2 separate regions of the Sus scrofa genome follow, and region 2 is linked to region 1. Evidence: chromatin contacts called from public HiChIP or PLAC-seq data. All regions are on one chromosome and are shown on one strand. Each heading gives the region's core, a stretch centred on a gene start, on an enhancer-like site or on the middle of the called end of the contact. The rest is flanking DNA. Distances are from core to core; before and after follow the strand shown. Region 1 holds the start of ZMIZ1 (zinc finger MIZ domain-containing protein 1). Region 2 overlaps ZMIZ1 (zinc finger MIZ domain-containing protein 1).

Region 1 (2,746 bases), core at 103-2,602:
AAAGAAGCCAGCAATCCTTTTTTGCATAGACAGGACTAGTTATCAAAGCTTCCCCATAAGTGCAGCAATTTCTTATTCACAACTCTTCTTCGTGAGCCATACCCTGAATGCCTCAAAACACCAATCCAAAAACCATTTAAAACTCTTGAAAACTCCCTACCACTCCTTCCCCCACCCCGTCACTGCCACCAACTCAGAAGTCTAAAGTTTTGAGATTTATGTGTGAAAACAGCATTGCATAACCTCATGACTTGGGACAAGGAGATGCTTCTGGCCTTTTGGGAAAAACAAAATCCAACCGAAAACATAAAACTCAGAAGAAAACACCATCTCCCTCCAAACGCATTCCCTTGGCCTCAAAGTCACACGTGCTCTGTGGCAGATTCGGCTTTCAATGTGTCTTTTGTTTGATGCTGGTGCTTCAACATCTTCAACCTGAAGACAGAGGTCAGCACAAGGCTTGGGGCATTCACCAACCGCAGCACGAGGGCCAGGCAGCAGGCAAGTGGGAAGCCAGGAATTCCCCCCTACTCTGGATCCCCTCGAAAAGCAGCAAGGAGAGAGAAAATTAAGGGCTTGCTCCCCTTTTAAACTTCCCGGAGAGCCTAAAAGCAACTTTCAAACTCCCAGGACCATAACACAAATGCCAGCGAAGACCAGTCAGAATTCATCACCCACCAACACCCACCAAGCTGCCCATTCTCCAGCTACAGTGCCTGCCTCTTTATCTCTACCTTCAAGAAACAATAATAAGCAAACCCAGGTACCTCTGGGAACAGCCTCTGGCCTCCTGCCCTGCCCTGTGTAACCAGCCTGTCCTCATACCCACAAGAGAGGAGGAGACAGCACCGGTTATCCCTCTGGTCTACCAGGCTCTGTTGCCCGAGTTGCACCAGGGAGACAAACTGTTGCTCAAGAAAATCCTCCAGAAAACCCTTGGCACCAGGAAGCAGCTCCAGGCAGCTCCTGCCAAGCGCCAAGCCAGGGGCTTTCAGAGGCAGCTTCCCCCTGCCCTCTTAAATCTGTGAGGTTGGGCCCTGCTCTCCCATGCCCTGGGCTGTCCACCCAGGGGGCTCACAAATGGCCATGGCAGAGCTGAGAGGAAGAAAAGGCTGGCCGAGCAGTGCCCTCACTCTGCCAGCCCAGCCGCCAGCTTCTTGGAGGACCTCTGAGAGAACATTTGTTTGGGCTGCCAAGTTAAATCTTCCTCCCTCATGTCAGGGCATTGGAAAATCAGTCAGGGGGGAGGAGACGGGGAAGAGCGGGGGGAAGGAGCAGCGGGAGGGAGGCGGGAGGGAGGCAGGCGGGCAGCCTCTTGGAGACCCAGGTACTCCGGCGCTGCCTGCCCAGGAAGCTTGTGGCTCCCAGGCAGGCGCAGTCGGGACTCCGGACACCAAGCCGGGGCCGGACCGCCAGGCCTCCAGGCTCAGGCGCCGGCTGCCAGGCGCCCTCGGCCCCCGCCCAGGGAGAGGCCCTCGCTCTGTGCCCCACTAGAGGAGCGAGGTGGGAAGAGAAGGCAAGGGAGGAAAAAGTTTGCGGCAGGTAGAGGGCTAGGGCTGGGCGGCCCTGCCACGGGGCTGTCCCCCGGGGAGGGGTGGGGGGCCCGGGCCGGCTGCCCAAGCGCGCACCCGCCCGCCACCCTCCCGCTCGGGTTGTTTACATTCCTGGAGTGTCTTTTAAACCCGGGGCTGAGGCCGGCTCCCAGCCTTCTCCGGCGGCTCCGAGGCAGTCTCCCGTGAAAATCTGCTGGCGCACAATGGCCGGGAAGGCGGCCGCCCCTCGCCCGCGCCCCTGCTGCTCCGGGGCGGGGAGCCTGCCCTCCGCACCGCGCCCTCTCCTCGCCCGGCTGGCTTCCTGGACAGATGTCCCTAGCGAGGGGGCGACGCGCACCCGCTGCCCGCACCCCAGACGCCGAGGCCACGCTCCCCACTGTTTTCTCCCCAGCCCAGACGACAGGAATGCGAAACAAGCTTCCAGAGCCCGCCCACCACCCCAGCTCCAGCCCCGGCACGGCCCCCCAACCTCCGCCCCGGCCGGCCTCCCACTCCCCCGGGGCCGCCGCCGGCGGAGACGGAGAGGAAGAAAGAACACGGGGAAATTACTTTCGTATTTGCAACGCGCGCGCACGCACACACACACACACGCACATCTTCTCCCTGGGCTCCCCTCCTGGCCGGGGCAGCCCCAGCCAGGCTTCGGCCTTGGTGCCCCTTGGGCTTCTGAGACCTACATGAAGCCCCTACACACACCCCTTGGCGTTCCCCTATAGTACGGAGCGCCGCGTCTCGCCCGGCAATTCGCACACAAACAACTTAACCGCGCCCCCACTCCCATTTACAAAAGTGTGTGTTTTCCCTAGAAATTCAGATGCACAACTTAACACCATCATCCCTTGCCGCCCTGAAATCCGGCGCCTTCCCTGGCGGTTCTCCTACACACAGGCATTCAACTTCGCGTCTTCCCAAAGGAGACGAGGGAGACCGAGGTGATCCTACTCCCGTCCTTCCCTCCCTCCCTTCCTTCCTTCCCGAATCCCGGTCCTGCCCGGCCCCCGGGTGTACGGAACCACGGCTGTAGGCGCGCCGGCAGGAGGCGGGCACCAGGTCCGCGCGCGCACAACTGCACTCACGCCCCGTACACCCCAAGAGCCCCGGCCCCCATGCGCAGACTAAGCCGGCTCCGCGCAGCCCGACACTAGCGGGGCGCCTGGGCCTTGGCCCCCGGCCGCCGAAGGGATCGCAGCGAA
Region 2 (2,746 bases), core at 73-2,572, 40 kb before region 1:
CTTCATTAAATCCAGCCTGCTTTTATGGAGCGTCCAGTATACACCAGGTAGGCGAGGTGCACTGATAAATAAGTCTCAAAGCACTCAGGCAGGCAAATGTTCGAGCCCTTTGCAGGAAAACGTGATTACACGACACTGTGATAGGAGCCGAAAAGGAGGTTGTCAGAGGGTGGCTCAGAGGAAAAGGGGACAGCTTCGGCTGGAGGAGGAGCTGCCAGGAAAGGCTTTGCCAAAGAAGTCACTCTTGGGTAAATTCTTCCCAGAGCAGAAGTCCAGGAAGGGCATTCCAGAAAATCGGTACAGCCCTGGCAGAGGCCCAGCAGCTTCGTTGTGCCCGATCTGAATGCTGCATCCTGTCAACGGCCCTGTAGTTACTGGCCTTGTGGGGTCAGGGGCTGGGGAACAGTTTTTGGAGCAGGGAGCCTGCTGTCATCTCAGCCTCTCCTCCATGCACTGGTCAAAAGGCCAGGGGAGGGATACGCGAGGACAGGTCCCCCTCAGCATGGACAGGCAGATTGGGGTTCACCCCAGCTGCCCGGGGCAGTGGCATCTCCACCCCCGCTTGGCAGATCCATTTCCTGGCTCTGACTCAGGACACCTAAGCCAGCGCGTGACGCAGACCACAGAAGCTGCAGGGCGGGACACTGCTGGTCTCCCGGGCACAGACAGGCCTGGCAGAGCTGTCCTCAGGAGATGGGCTCCCTCCTGTCGCTGAGCTGTGCCAAGCACCAGGGCACCAGGGCTGCGGGAGCCAGCGGACACCCGATACCACCCCATCTCTCCACTTGGGGACCATCCACAGCCAGGGGCCATTTAAGGCTCTCAGGCCAGGCTGGGCAGCTGGCCACGGGGAGGAACAAAGAGGCTAGCCCATGCCCACCCTCAACCTGCACCCCCGGCACACCAGGAGAGCATCACATTCTTGAACACCTTTCAGAAGCTCTCCTTTCTCAGGAGCCCGAGCTGGGAGCCGGGAGCCGGGAGCCGGGAGCTGGGAGGAGGCCCTGCCAAGTGTTGATAGCACTCTCTCCAGAGAAAGCTGCTGTCACAGGGAAACATTCTGGGGAGAGCGGTTGTTTACCACCAACGCCTGGGACTGTCAAGAAATAATCAGAAGAAATTAAATTTGCAAAGTCGAAAAGACATAAAGGCAGCCCCCTCCCCAAGCCTGGGAATTCTCAACCTGGAGGATCAGGCTGCTCTATTTTTTTGGCTGGTTTGGGGACAATATTCTTAAATCTGCAGGAGGCTGCGAGAGATGGCGGGTTATATGTGCAGCCAGCCAGGACTGGGGGCCCTGAGAACTGTCATCAACCTTGGCCTCTGTGCTCAGGTGCAGAGCGACATACACACTTGGACTTGATAAGACCACGTGATCTTACCGACAGGGGTAACCTCCAGGCTGTCTGTCCACAGTCTGCCAGGAACATGCAGTTCCTCAAGACTACCTCAACACCTCCGCCACACTGACCCGAAGACTTGGGCTAACAGGGCTGGGAGAGTCTGAAAAAGTCATCAGTCAGGCCCCGGCCTCTGCACAAACCCATACTCCTGCCAAAGGCACGCGGCTCTGCTGGGCTCCTGTTGCCCCTACCTGGATTTCTATGTGAGATCTCCTCCCTCTAGTCCACCTCCACACAGGTGGAGGGCCTGGGCCTGAGCTGGCACAGAGTGGGCTGTCGAGGAAGGTTTGCTGACCAGCAGAATCCAGACATGAATGAGCCAATGACCCCCAAACCCAAATCAAACACACCTGTCCTGCTTGGGTAGCAGCCCTGACTCCCCACTGTGAGCACCTCCCACTGTCAAACTCCCAAGTCTACAAAACCCTTCACCTGTGTGCTGTGTACAAACTTCCAGGAGTCTCTCACAGGCTCTGCACTCCAGCCATAGCACAATCACTCAACTTTCTCTGTACTTTCATGCCCCAGGGACTTGGCGTATGGTACTGCTCTCTCTCTGTGCAACCAAGTCCTGCTCTGGGTCAAGCTCTATTTCCCCCTTTGTAACTGTTGCGACACTTTTTACATTTACCCCAGACTGGATACTGTTCACATGTGCTCTGAACTAAGTGGAGGGCACCATGGACACAAAGAGGGTTCCTTCCACTTGCACTTGCCCGGGGGGGTCAGACAGGGGCCTCCAACTTTATTGCAGTCAAACAGCCATCCCAGCCTCCAGCCTGCAGGCCAGAAGCAATTCCTCCTAAGGGCTAACCTGCATTGCTACTGCTGTCATTTTAAAAACCATTCCCTGGAGAGTGGGTGAGAAGTCCTCGGCCAAGTGTAAATGAGAATGTACTCGTGGAGCTCCCAGAGCCGAGAGAAGGGGCTGGCTTGGGAATTTCCAGGCAAAGGCCAGCAGAAATTGGCCACAAATGAATCATTAACTCTCCAGTTGAGAGCTCCGTGTGGCTGGTGCCAAGGTCTCAGGCTCTGGCCTGTGTGGGCCACTTGGCCTCTCTTTGGCTCAGGCCTGAGGGTGGCCCCGCCCCCTCCCCCCACTGGCCATCTGCTTCACCCCACAGCCACTGGTCACTGAGAGCCGAGGCCATCTGGACCAGAGCAGCCCAGATGTCTTATGGGAGAGGGCATGTCTTTCCCCAGGAAAGACTCCAAACCTTTGCCACACACTTCTGTCCTTCTGGAATGCTGTCCCTTTAGCAAGCTAAGTCCCTTTGTCCTTTGAGGGCTGGCTCCAGCCTGGCCTGCCTCTTCTCTGCCCTGCCTATCTGGGTCCACCTTGG

What was found. HiChIP or PLAC-seq counts read pairs in DNA pulled down with a chosen protein or histone mark.
Region 2: a contact with region 1 is called in an H3K27ac HiChIP or PLAC-seq map of alveolar macrophages. The contact joins the enhancer-like site here to the promoter of ZMIZ1 in region 1. A contact is called at or near these places in 1 of 5 promoter capture datasets (liver), 9 of 47 Hi-C or Micro-C datasets (embryonic fibroblasts, heart right ventricle, liver and 2 more) and 2 of 2 datasets of contacts at active chromatin or transcription factors (alveolar macrophages and skeletal muscle).

Annotation. Positions count from the first base shown.
Region 1 is chr14:81,407,673-81,410,418 of Sscrofa11.1, reverse strand. It overlaps ZMIZ1 (zinc finger MIZ domain-containing protein 1), which reads right to left and starts at 1,352. Exons shown (of 26, transcript XM_013983374.2): 1 at 1-1,352.
Region 2 is chr14:81,447,162-81,449,907 of Sscrofa11.1, reverse strand. The region is part of intron 1 of ZMIZ1 (zinc finger MIZ domain-containing protein 1); the gene reads right to left. Among named protein-coding and RNA genes, the nearest start is that of ZMIZ1, 39 kb to the right of the region's middle. Within about 2 kb of position 1,322, at least 23 of the 83 cell types and tissues checked have an H3K27ac peak or open chromatin away from gene starts, as enhancers often do. A contact at or near this core is called in alveolar macrophages, embryonic fibroblasts, liver and 1 more, where this site is marked.